Regions from separate parts of the Mus musculus genome. Here regions 1, 2 and 4 are each linked to region 3. Evidence: chromatin contacts called from public Hi-C and promoter capture Hi-C data. All regions are on one chromosome and are shown on one strand. The core of a region is the stretch at or near the end of the contact, and the rest is flanking DNA. Distances in the headings are between cores, read along the strand shown.

What was found. Promoter capture Hi-C pulls out the DNA fragments that hold promoters and counts their contacts. A called contact is a pair of places that touch in the nucleus more often than the background predicts. Capture Hi-C pulls out chosen DNA fragments and counts their contacts.
Region 1: a promoter capture Hi-C map of pre-B cells shows a contact between it and region 3, with 2.9 times the contacts expected there. The contact joins the promoter of Tagln2 here to the promoter of Atf6 in region 3.
Region 2: a Hi-C map of B cells shows a contact between it and region 3, with 7 read pairs. The contact joins the promoter of Slamf6 here to the promoter of Atf6 in region 3. A contact is called at or near these places in 1 of 39 promoter capture datasets (pre-B cells) and 1 of 484 Hi-C or Micro-C datasets (B cells).
Region 4: a contact with region 3 is called in a promoter capture Hi-C map of liver, with 2.1 times the contacts expected there. The contact joins the promoter of Dcaf8 here to the promoter of Atf6 in region 3. A contact is called at or near these places in 2 of 39 promoter capture datasets (both in liver), 1 of 484 Hi-C or Micro-C datasets (B cells) and 1 of 9 other capture datasets (liver).

Annotation. Positions count from the first base shown.
Region 1 is chr1:172,498,938-172,501,996 of GRCm38.p6, reverse strand. It overlaps Tagln2 (transgelin 2), which reads right to left and starts at 1,751. Exons shown (of 5, transcript NM_178598.2): 1 at 1,665-1,751.
Region 2 is chr1:171,916,133-171,919,094 of GRCm38.p6, reverse strand. It overlaps Slamf6 (SLAM family member 6), which reads right to left and starts at 1,633. Exons shown (of 9, transcript NM_001347186.1): 1 at 1,303-1,633. The coding sequence starts at 1,387. The region is part of intron 1 of Gm37065 (predicted gene, 37065); the gene reads left to right.
Region 3 is chr1:170,866,227-170,869,026 of GRCm38.p6, reverse strand. Atf6 (activating transcription factor 6) reads left to right here and starts at 1,256. Exons shown (of 16, transcript NM_001081304.1): 1 at 1,256-1,377. The coding sequence starts at 1,326. Gm9929 (a long non-coding RNA gene) reads right to left here and starts at 1,197. Exons shown (of 2, transcript XR_003948181.1): 1 at 1,113-1,197; 2 at 1-446.
Region 4 is chr1:172,146,262-172,149,463 of GRCm38.p6, reverse strand. Dcaf8 (DDB1 and CUL4 associated factor 8) reads right to left here and starts at 1,449. Exons shown (of 14, transcript NM_001357204.1): 1 at 1,126-1,449; 2 at 143-215.

The DNA.
Region 1 (3,059 bases), core at 502-3,001, 1.6 Mb before region 3:
AACCACCTAGATAGAGTCCAGAGCAGAAGAGAAAGCTAAGCTCCACAAACAGGAAGCCACAAGGGCTGCTCAGGAGAAGAGGAGGGGGTGGAGGCCGTTGCCATGGCGTCTGTGTACCAAACATGGGAATGGAGGCAGGGTGGGGGCCCCCCCGGGGCAGGAACACCCACTCCACACAGACTTGGGTGGAGGCTCTAGGCGAAGGGGCAAAAGCGATCCCAGCAATTCTCAGGGTATAGCCAGACTGGGGAAGCAGGGAACGGGGAAGGGGCAGCTCTGGAGGACCTGGAGGGCATATGCAGTTTGTGGGTAGAGAATCAAAGAAGACATACCCTGGGTAGGAAAGACTTTTTTTTTTTTTTTTTTTTTTTTTTTTTTGCTTAAAAAGCCCACACCTGGCAATCTCGAAGGACAAAGCCATGGGGTGAACACTGACTAGGGGCCAATCCCCTGGGGACCAGCATAGACACCAAGGGTGTGCAAGGGGATCGCAAGGACAAAGATTATTTGCGGCTTTGGAACGTTAACACCTTGCTCACCCCTCCTTACCTTGGCCCAAAGCCTGAGGTGTACCCTGAGCTACAGGGAAGAGAAAATGGGAGAAGCTTAGAGATGAGCTATCCCTGACTACTGCTCTAGGGAACAAGGAGACCCGTCCAGCCACTGGTCTCCTACACCGCACCTCCACTTGCCATCACCGCTGCTTTTGCTCCACAGATACCACGTATCCCAGAACCTCTCGGATAGGAACACAGGTAGGCCTGCAGAGCCCAAAAAGGAGGTAATCTACTTCCGGTCCAGCCCCTTCGGCCGTCCCCCCCACCCCCACGGCCACACCCTGCCTGGGCCGTTAATGTGGATGAGTCACCCACCGCCCTCCCGCCACTGGGGTGACGCAGGTCTGGGCAGCCCGCCCGCCCGCCCGCGGCCACCACCGGCTTTCCCAGCAGCAGGGGGCACGGGAGGGGGCAGCGGGTCTCAGGCTAGGGTAAGAGAGTTTGGATAGCAGCCAACCCCTACAGACAGGGCACATCCGAGTGCAGTCAGGGCTGCAGCCCGGAGATGTCCGAGGTCAAAGGCGCTCCAGGAGAAGAAGGGGGTTTCACAGAAGACCAGGCTACTGTGCAAATAACTCCCGGAGACCTGTGACCCCGAGTACCCGGACAAACGAACTAGCAGGAGGGGGGCAAAAGGGCGGTCTCGGGGTCACAGAAGGCAGGCAGTACCCACACGTGCTCCTGGACCAGGAAGTGAAAGGGGCGCGCGGTAAATTCATGGACCGGAGCGCGCGCCAGAACCTAGTTCTTGCGGCCACTCAGCAGCCTGCGGACGTCCGACGCCCTCCTTCCTTCTCCCCCCAAAGAGAACTCAACGCTGGAGCAAACGGCTGGGGCTTGGGACCAGACCTCTTGGGTCGGGACGGACGCCCCGTCTTGTGCACCCGTAAAACTTGCCTTGCTTAACTGCTGAACAATGCAGAGAAGGCTTGGGAACCGGACCTGACAGCACGGGGCGGGGCACCCAGTTGGGACCCCAGCGTCCGCCAGTCTTCAACCCCCACGCTCCCAGAAGCAAGTCTCAAGTGTTGGCTTCTTGCTTTCTACAGACCACACACATAATCCCCAACTCCCACCCCGCTGCCTTGGTCCCTCAGTCCTGCTCACCGTCCAAGAGGGCTGGATGAGAGCGCACGCACGACAGGGGCTGCAGCGGCGAGTGGAGCTCAAGACCCGGCCGGGCTTGGAGTTTTCTGGGGGGTCCCGCCTCAGACGGGGCGGACCAGGGGCGGGGCAAGGGCCAAGAGGGTTTAAAGGCGCCGCCGCGTGGAATGCTGGAGCGCTTAAGATAGGTGGTCAGTAGGCAGGAATGAGCCGTAAAGGACCTGCGGAGTCCTTGGCGCCGCTGCAAAAGGTCTCCGCCCAGGGGATCCTCAACCTGCATTCACCAGCCATAGACTTGTATCCTAATAGGAAACTTTCTGCCTAGACTAGCTAGCTCAGGATCGCAGGCCTGTTTCTATGAGAAGCCTACTATTACAAAAAGGCCGGCCTTTTGTAAATTCAGGTCCAGGAAGCGCCTTCCTACAGGATAGAGTAAGGAGTAATAGGTCTGGTGCTTACAGGCTGGGACAGCACCCCCACGTGGTTCTGCTTGCCATTTAACTTCAAGCCCGGGCAAAAAAAAAAAAAGAACAGTGAGGTCACTCCTTGCCCGGGGCCTTGAGGGTGTGGTAGGGCTTGGGACCTGGGATTCAGACCCAGTTCTCTCTCTCCCTTCCATCTCCCATTTAATAAATTGACATTTCTTCTTAGATCTTGGAGGGTTGGAGGCGGGGGCTTAGTGGAGGAAGTTGGCAGGCACTTTTCTACCCCTTAAGAGTGAAGAGCAATAGTTGAGGGGTGTCCAGAACACCTACTTTTTCAGGCTGTAGTTAGCGGAGTTCCCCATTTAAAACCCACCAGTGTTTTTCTTTCTTCACGTTATGGAGTCCCCCGTTGAGCCTGATATTTAAAAGAACAGCAGCCAGTTCCACCCTGACCTTTGACTTCTCTATTCCCCAAAGTCCCGCTCAGACCCACAGAATGTCAAGTTTCAGTCCCCTGTGCCTTTAGGGTGTTCCTCTGCCCGAAAGTGGGTTTCCTTCACTGCCCCGTCACCTGCTCTGCCTGTTACCTGCTTGTGTGGCTTCTGGTCAATTACAAAAGCACCTTTGGCTTTAGTTGCCGTGCCCAGTCTACAAAATAAACTCCGGGCGGTGGACGGGACATGGAAAGAACTCTGAGCAGTCTCCTGTGAGTGTCCCAGGAATCCCCACATGTTTTAAGTATTTACTAAATATTGACTCAAACTGAACTCTTTGTGCCAATGTGATAACCAGCTTACAGCTTTATCACAGTGCGTAGTTGGCCTCAGTGACTAGCGAGAACTCCCCAAGGACAAAGGCATTATCCCAGTGATTTCTCTATTTTCTCATGGCTTCTGGCCTAACAGCAGATCTCTACTAGGCACTCAACAACTTTTTTCTTGAATGACTGTTGAATGTGTCCCATTCAGAACCC
Region 2 (2,962 bases), core at 384-2,883, 1.0 Mb before region 3:
AGTCTCTATTCCCAGCTTTAGCCTTGTGCCTCAGTTTCCACCTGCTTCCAGGAAATTTCCTCTTGGCCATTGCATTGATAACATAAAACAAATAGATCAGAAAAGGAGCCGACCTTCCTCCTGTGTCAGCTCCTCCATCCTAATTCTATCCCTATCTTTGACTGTCCAGCCTACGACGCAACGTTAATGTTCTCCCTCCTCTCTCTTTGCTTTATTTTTTCAAGATTATTTGTCCTAAGCCAGTGCACATTTTACCTGTTTATAGTTTATCTTCCCTGCCAAGACGTTAATTCCGCAGAACAGAAATTGTGTTGACTTAGTTCCTGAAACGCCCACAGTGCCGTGCATTCAGTGGTCATTTAGTGAATGGTTTATCAAATGACTTAATGAACCTTGCTTTCTTTTTCTTTCTGTTGTCAATTTGTCTAGATAGCTCTATATCTGCAGTATGTCTTGGTTTGTGTGTGTGCATGCACACAGGTGTTTGTTACTGAAAGTTTTAGTCAAGTGATTTGTTTTTATTTTTATTGGTTTTTTTCAGCTACCTGATGACTAATAGAATTTTCAAAAGTTATTTAAATTGCCATAGTCTAAGTTACTTGTAGCTATTAATAGAATAAATTCACAAACACGTTATGGACATCTAAATGTAATGCATGTTTAATAATTAGCTCATTTTCTGGAATAAAATAAATGCTAGGCTACCTATTGGTTCTTTTTTTTTTTCTTCAATGAATTCTCTCGGGGCTAGGTCTGTGTTAGTAGCCATTGCTTGATCTCCTGTTTTAGAACACTACGCTTCAGTCCAGATAGGCACCCTCTGAGTTCTTAAAGACAGTGAGAGCTTTCCAGATAGCAGGGAGAAGAAGCAGGCTCAGTCAATCCCTTCCTAATTGCAGTGTGAAAGCGTTGGTGGGTTTTCAGTATCTGAGCGAAGAGTGAAGCTCGGGAAAGATAATGAAGCCCCCTGAAGTCGCACAGTATCACAGTAGTTAAATTGTAGATCTTTTTCCCGCTTAAACTTATTTTTGTACCACAATACGCTGGTCACGAACAGTCCTGACTTACAAAGACTCATTTTCCATATCTCAGAAAACACTTCCCTTCCCCTTGGCCCCCAGCCGAAGTGTTTGCTCTGAATCAGTCCCGTGGCAGTCTGCGGGAAGCAGTTCGCTAGGACCACGGTGAGCTTTCTAAGTCTCTGAATAGAGAACTGGGCAGTCAACCTGACCAAGAGGAGCAAGGCATTCCAAAGAAGGAACTCACTCAGTGACTCAATCAGTTTCCACAGACGTTTTTTACCTGAGCCGAGGCAGAAGACAAGTGGAAAGAGCCAGACCATCCTCTGACAGGCGGAGTCGGGTGCTGGAGCCCTTGAGACAGCCATTCTTTCATAAGCTTGTCGCTGAGACTTTCTGTTCCCCTATTGATGAGAGCTCTTCCTCTATGTTAGCAAACCTTTGGTTGTCGTGATTAACTTCACACTTGGCTTACAAGAATATCTTTTGTAAGCTAAGACTCTTAGCAGTAGGGAACGTGGAACTTGAACGGGCCATCTTCTGTAACCAGGCAAGACTTCTGGTGGAGGGACTGGGACACCAACCCAGCCACAAAAACCTTCTACTTATGATTTGTCTTGCCAGCAAGATGTGCTGGGGTAAAGGTGACACAGAAATTGTGGGAGTGGCCAATCAGTGACTGGTCCATCTTAAGACCTATGCCAGGACGGGGAGCCCACTCCTGATACTGTGTGGAGAGCCATGAAGCAGAGGCTGGATAGCCCAGAGACACAACAAACAAACAAACAAACAAACAAACAAACAAACCAACCATAGCAAAACAAATCTGCTATACTTGAGGCAGGAGCCTAGCCCAGTTGTCATCAGAGAGGCTTCACCCAGCAACTGATGGAAACAGATGCAGAGATCCAGAGTCAAACATCCTGTGGAGCTTGGGGAATCTTGCAGAAGAGGTGGAGGAAGGATTGTTGGAGACAAAGGGGTCAAGGACACCTCAAGAAAACCTACAGAATCAATTAGCCTGGGTTCATGGGGCGCTCACAGAGACTGAAGTGGCAACTAGGGACCCTGCATGGTTCTAACCTAGGTGCTATATATATATATATATATATATATATATATTATATATATAATGATTATGTAGCTTGGTCTTCTAGTAGGACTTCCAACAGTGGGATAGGGGGCTGTCTCTGACTCTTGCCTGATTTTGGGACTCTTCCTCCTATTGGGTTGCCTAGTCCTTATGAGGGGAGGTACCTAGTTTTATTGCAACTGGATATGCCTTGTTTGGTTGATATCCCTGAGAGACTTGCTCTTTTCTGGAGCGAAAAGGAAGAGAACTGGATGGAGGGGGCTGAGGGAGGTGTTGGGGGAAGTAAGGGGGGAGGGGAAAGACTGGGAGGGAGGAGAGAGGGAAACTGCTGTCAGGGATGTAATATATATGAGAGAAGAATACCTTGAAAAAGAAAGGAAATACCTTGAATGATTTTAACTTAGAAATTTTTAGAGAGACTTAAATCGTGTCCTCTCTACGCACTTGAGAAAATGTTCACCTTGTCTGTGCCATCTTCTGTAATGCTTGTCAGATCTTACTCGTTTATAATGTGGCTCAGTTGTTATTTTTTTTTGCCCCAATCCCTGTGGTTCTGACCTCGGAAGATTCGGATGCTGGAGGCTTGGTCTCCAGTATGTTGATGCAGATGTGGTGGCAACTTTGAGAAGGTCCAAGTAGAAAAGTATTAGGTCATTGATGGTGCTCTGAGAGTGGGCTGTCAGGTATGCAAATGCCTTTGAACCACCCCCACGCCTACAGATAACCCCTCATCCGTGCACCTGTCAGTAACCTCAAAGAACTAATCCGGACTTGTGAGGGCTGTTTCTTTGTTTTGTTCTCAGTCCTATATGAGGTGATTAGAGATACTTGCTCAAATCTCCCCAGGGGG
Region 3 (2,800 bases), core at 7-2,506:
AATTTTTTTTTTAAAATTTATATATATATAATTCCAACGACGAAAGGAATGTCATTTGTCGTAGGGGGACTTCAGAATCGCGAGTGTGCGTGTGTTCGTGTATGTATGCATGTATGTGCACGCGCGTGCTGCGTATTGCACATGCATGTGTGTATGTATGTGTGTATGTATGTGTGTGTATGTATATATGTATGTATGTGCGCGCGGGCGGTGCATTGCACGTGTGTATGCGGGTGTGGTCCCAGCCGGACTTCACGAATTCTGACCTGGCTTTCCTCTCACCTTGTTGCATTCCGCAATCGCAATCGGTAGTAACCGCAGCCACGAGGAGCTCGGAGGATTCTGGGAAGCATTTATGTTTGTTTGTAACCATGGGAAAAGTTCCTCTCGGTCCTAGAGGGATCCGTGTTCATTCACCGTCTGGGTTTGAATGCAGTCCCTGGCTACTGAAATCGAGTAAAACCGAAAAGTAAACAACACTAAGTAGGTTCTCGAAACTGTTGTTTCAAATTGCTCACATTTTCCAGTTGGAATCCGTGATGCATGATTCTTCTCTAAAAATATTTAGAATTTTGGATTTTAGTAATAAGAGATTGACAGCTTATTGCGAGTTTTAGAAACTCTTCTTTAGGAGGTAAGTGCGGACATGGAGAATTTATCTTATATATTTTCTTTGTTTAAATTTGTTTGAAGGTGGGTTTTCTACAAGTATTATTTGTGAGAAAGTTTACCTCGGATTCTGTCCCAGTAAAGGAGTGGTTCTAACACATGTCGGAAATTTGTATTTTTCTTTATTTACCGTGTACGTGGAAAATTTTTACAGCGATTGAAAAGCATTTATAAATACAGAATCAGGTTTACTGTCAATTTCTAATTTCGTTCTGAGATGTCTATATCGTAGTATTAAGCACAAAGAACAAGCCACTATGATCAGGAGACTTTTCAGTTTTAGTACTATCAGCGAATTTTAACAAAGCGGTAAAATCTGCGTGCTCTTCGCTCAATTTAAAAAAAAAAAGAGAGAGAGGGAGAGAGAAACAAAAAAGAACAACCACAAAACCCCACAGCGGGACAGAAAGTGCTGAAATCCTCGTAGGGAAATATTTACTCACAAGTCTATTGAGTTTGCTTATCTGCTGACGTCTCCTTAGCTTTGGATCCCAGTTCCCGCGTGCGGTGAGATAGTTTGCCTCCGCCCGGCCACCGTCCGTGTCAGCGTTCAGCTTATTTTGTCCTCCGGCCGCCGCCGTTTCAGGTTACTCACCCATCCGAGTTGTGAGGGAGAGGTGTCTGTTTCGGGGAAGCCGGCTTGTGTTGCCGGCGCCATGGAGTCGCCTTTTAGTCCGGTTCTTCCTCATGGACCAGATGAAGACTGGGGTGAGTGGATCTGCGAATGTACCCGAGCTAGGTCGGGCCGCGTCTGCGGGTTTTTTTCTCCTCCCGATTTCCGCCCGGTGGCGGTGACAGGTGTGGACGACCCGTGTCCGGGGAGCGAGGCCACGGGTTGAGGGTCGTAGAAGAGGCTGGCAGAGCCTCTGGGCTTCTGTCCTGGCCGTAGCAATAATGGAATGATGTTCTAATTGAAATTGCTGTAGTTTTTCAGCGTGTGTTCCTGGTGGAAATTCCAGGTGATCGTGAGGGACCAGAACTTAGTAGGATGATGATTGTAGCTGCCCCAAAGGCTCCAAGCTATTTTCTCAGACTGTGGGCGTGTGGCTGGGGAGCGCTGAGTGTGTGTGTGTGTATGTGTGTGTGTGAGTGTGTGTGTGTGTGTGTGTGTGCGCGCGCGCGCACTGAACGTGTACGAGATATGTTGAGAAAACTTGGTTAAAATACAGAAGAAAATCCTTGGCTCCCAGCTTGAACTGTTGGTTTAAGACATAGATCCAAATTGGCAAAGAAGAAACTCTCCCAAGCACCTGACCTCGTGTCCCTGATTACTAGATCTAACACAAACTGATGTAATCCTGACTGCTGTCCAAACACAGCTCTGAAATCTCTTGTTAAGTCTATTTTTAGTGTTCAGGAAGGATGGACCAGAGAATGACAAGGAACAAGCTTTGGCATCCAAATCCTTAGAGAAAGCTGATAGTCCCTTCTCGATTTCAAGACAGAATGTTAACAGGATTATGTGTGTTAATATGTGAATGGAGTTCTGTAGGTGGCTCAATGGATCCTGTAGTGAGACTACATTGTCCTTCAGTTTTGGGGACACTTTTTTTTCATGGACTAACATTCCACTATAACATGAGTGGGCCCTCAACTAGGAAGTGTTGGAATCCTAGTTTAATTTAACAGTGGCAGATGCTCTCTACAATTACAATCTATAAAAGGTTTATTTTAATCTTTGGGCCGATTTTGACAACTTTCTGGAAAAAAAAAACCTTTAAATGTTCATTCTCCAGTTCATTTCCCCAGCTAAATGCTTTTGTTATAGTAACAGCAGTCACTTGTTTAGGACTTTATTTTGCTAAGCACACTACATGTGTTATTTATGTTATGTTCATAACAGTCCAATGAGGTCCCGCCATCCTATAGATGTTGAAACAGAGGTTGACAGAATCTGTTCTCTGAGTCTTAGACGAGTAAGTGATAAAGTAGGATCAGAACCAGGCTTATCTAACTTTGAAGTCTGTGCCTCTGGTTTTTCTACTCTGTAACACTTGCTCCCCCCCCCCCCCCCAAGCCTAGATTCTTCCTAATGCTAATGTTCTTAACAAGTCTACTTAGATATGTTGGGTAGTTACAATTAGAATTAGTTTTCTCAATCATTTGACCATTATGTTTGTGGCATTTCTTA
Region 4 (3,202 bases), core at 200-2,699, 1.3 Mb before region 3:
TTTAACCAAAATTGTAACAAAGCTGCTAACAATATCCAAACTTGCGGAAACAGGGGTAACAATTGTTGAGTTTAGCGGTCTGCACTTTCGCATGAGGAAAGGGTCTTGAATTGAGGAATTAAACGCCTTCAATGCCACTCACCTTCCTGCTTTTATCGCCGACCGAAGTCAGGCCCAAGATCCTGAGAAAACTGGTCTGGAGGTTCGCTGAAGAACTGAGAAAAGTGAAAGTTTACATGGCAAAGGCGTCTCTTCTGAAAGTAGCCAAAATATTTATGACCACACTTTAATGTTTTTTTTTTTAAAGTCTCCTCACAACTATTTAAAACCAAAACAACTTACCTAACTCAATTCTGACTACTGAACAAAACCCATGCCCGTAATGGAAACACAAAGGATTAACACAAGATTTAAACGCCAGGCAAAGTTATCTCCCAGCTCCACCAAGGCTAAAGAGTCACTTATGAGGAAAACCTGTATCTTTTCAACTCTTAAACCAAACCACCCGTCTCAAGCAAACTCCGGAGCAGGGGGGGGGAGGGGAGAATCCGCGGGAGAATGTGATCGCTCTAGTGCGGGTTTGTTTACAGACTACACCAACAATCATGAGTCAGAAATTCAAGCCGCCAGATGCTTTCCAACTAATAAGGACCAAGCGGGACCGTTCTAAGGTGTCCTAAAAGATTTCGGGACACGGGGAGGGGAAGTACATTAAGAGAACTAGATCACAAAGCATTCAAGAACAGACTGCCAGTTTCTTGGACCTCGGCCTTCCGTACGAGGTGCTGGGCCTGAGATCTTGGGATGGGGGAAGGGGGCACACTGCGCGGTGGCCCTGAAGTGACTAGGAGACGCCAACAGAGCCGGGTCCCCAAATTATAAAGGGAGAAATGAGAGTTTACGAATGGGTCACCGGACGAACGAGAAGCCCCTGTGAGTCATGGGGTTGGCCCTAGGGGGCAACCCCGTGGACCGACCCGGGCAGAGGACGAGTCCTCCCAGCACCGACTCGGAGGAGGGGAGTAAGACTTAAAGTCCGGGAGTTTTAGGAAAGGGATCGGGCCTGTCCTGCGGGGAAGCGGTCAGGGAGAGGGGGGAACAGGCCGAGCCGGACGAAACACGGACCCGGTAGGTCAAGGGGAGGGCGTCCGGCTGGGGCAGTTACAAGCACGGGAGCTGGCGAGGCCCGGCAGCCCGCTTCCCATCTAGGGTCATCCTTCTGCCAGCGGATGCTCCGACTGTTCCAGGCCCAGCCGCCCCGTCCACTGCCGCCACCAACGCCGCCGCCATCTTACACTGGCCAGCGGCAGCCACCACCACCGTCTCGGGTCTCCGCGCCTGCGCCTGCGCCGTCACGCTTTCCGGCGGGGTTTGCGACGCTGTGCTGGAGGAGACTGAGCGAGAGCGGTCCCGCGAGCTCTGGGCTCCCAACCCTCCCGGTGGCCGCACAAGGGGCGGAGCCTCGGGCCAACCGAAGCCGCGAGGGGCGCGTGCGCGGGGCGGAGGAGTCAAGTTGTTTTCGTACTTTGAGAGTGATGGCTTGTCTCCTGGTATTCAAAACACATGCGATCTAGGGGCTCCTTGGAGTTGTGCCGGAAAATGAACCTCATTCCAAAGGCTCTGGCAGGCAAACTTCTAGGTGTCCTCCAGGCCTGAGGTTCTAATTCTTGCCATATTTTTTTGTTTGTTTGTTTCCTTGTTTAAAGAAAAACCCCTTTCTCCTTTCAGGCTCAAAGCTGCATTTCCTTCAATGGCTTCTTAAGAGGCCTTCTGCCAGCACCCATTTGTCCATTTGTTTAAAAGAGTCACTAAGGTTTGGGGATGTTGGAATGCTTCCTAAGGGTCTAAAAGTTTTAAAAGTTTGATCCCCACACCTGGGGGTGGGAGTGACACGGCTTAGAAACAGGATTTATTTATTCATTTGAAACAGGATCTTTCTACCCGGGCTGTCCTGGAACTGTAGATCTCACAGAGATCACCCACCTGCCTCTGCCTCTCAGGCGCTGGGATTAGGATTAAAGGCGCTCAACGCTGCAGAGTTTAATTTTTTAAATGAGCATACAAACTAACAGGTTACAAACTAGCACTCAGGAGGCTGAGACAGGATATACACAAGTTGGAGGTCAACCTAGAACAACGGATAGTAAGTTCGGGGCTAGAATAAGTCCTTCCCCGATCCCCAACACACACACACACACACACACACACACGCAATAGGTTTCCATGTGGCATTTTCATATGTATGTGTCATGCCTGTTTCTTCATGGCCCCCTTCCCACTCATTTTCCCCTTCTTGGTTACCTTCCTCCAATAACTACCACTAAGTTTTGTGACTAGTGTATACTCCATTCTCTTTTCTTAGCTTTCCTTCAACTCTCTTTATATCTCTTCCTTGCCTCTCAGTCTCCTGTCTACTTTGTTGTTAAATATGAATACGTGTGTGTAATTAATAGACATATGTATACATGAACTTAAATCCAGATTCTGCATATGGGAGAGGACATGCCATATTTGTCTTTCTGAGTCTAACTTATGTTGTTTATAATCTGCAAATACTATTTCATTCTTCATAGTTGATGGATCCTATTGTGTATATATTCTATATTTTCTTTAATTCATTCATCTGTTGATAAATATCTAGGTTTATTCATAATTTAGCTGTTGTGAAAATACAGCTAAAACATGGATACGCCACATAACTCTGCAGGTTGCTGGTTTTAGGTAACCTCTGTACACTACTTTCTGCTGACACCTAAAGGAAACCTAACCAGGATTCTAGGATTCCAGATTACTCCTAGCTAGCAGGCTGGAGCATTCTTATTTGTAGCAGAAAAATCTAGTAGGATCATTATATCCAGGGTAGGCAGTAGAATAAAATAATTGTTTTTCACTGTTTAGGGTAGACATCAGAATGAAGAGTTTTTTTTCCTGGAAGTAATGTTTTTGTTTTGTTTTGTTTGTTTTTCCAGACAGGGTTTCCTTGCCCTGGCTGTCCTGGAACTCACTTTGTAGACCAGACTGGCCTTGAACTCAAAAATCTGCCTGCCTCTGCTTCCCAAGTGCCAAGACTAAAGGCGTGCGCCACCACTTCCCGGCTTTTTTGGAAGTAATTTGACCTTGAAAAAGATCCTTATAGAAAACCGAGGTGCTTTCTCTCATCTATGGGGTTGTTCTTCTGAAGGAGCTTTACAGTCTTTCAGTG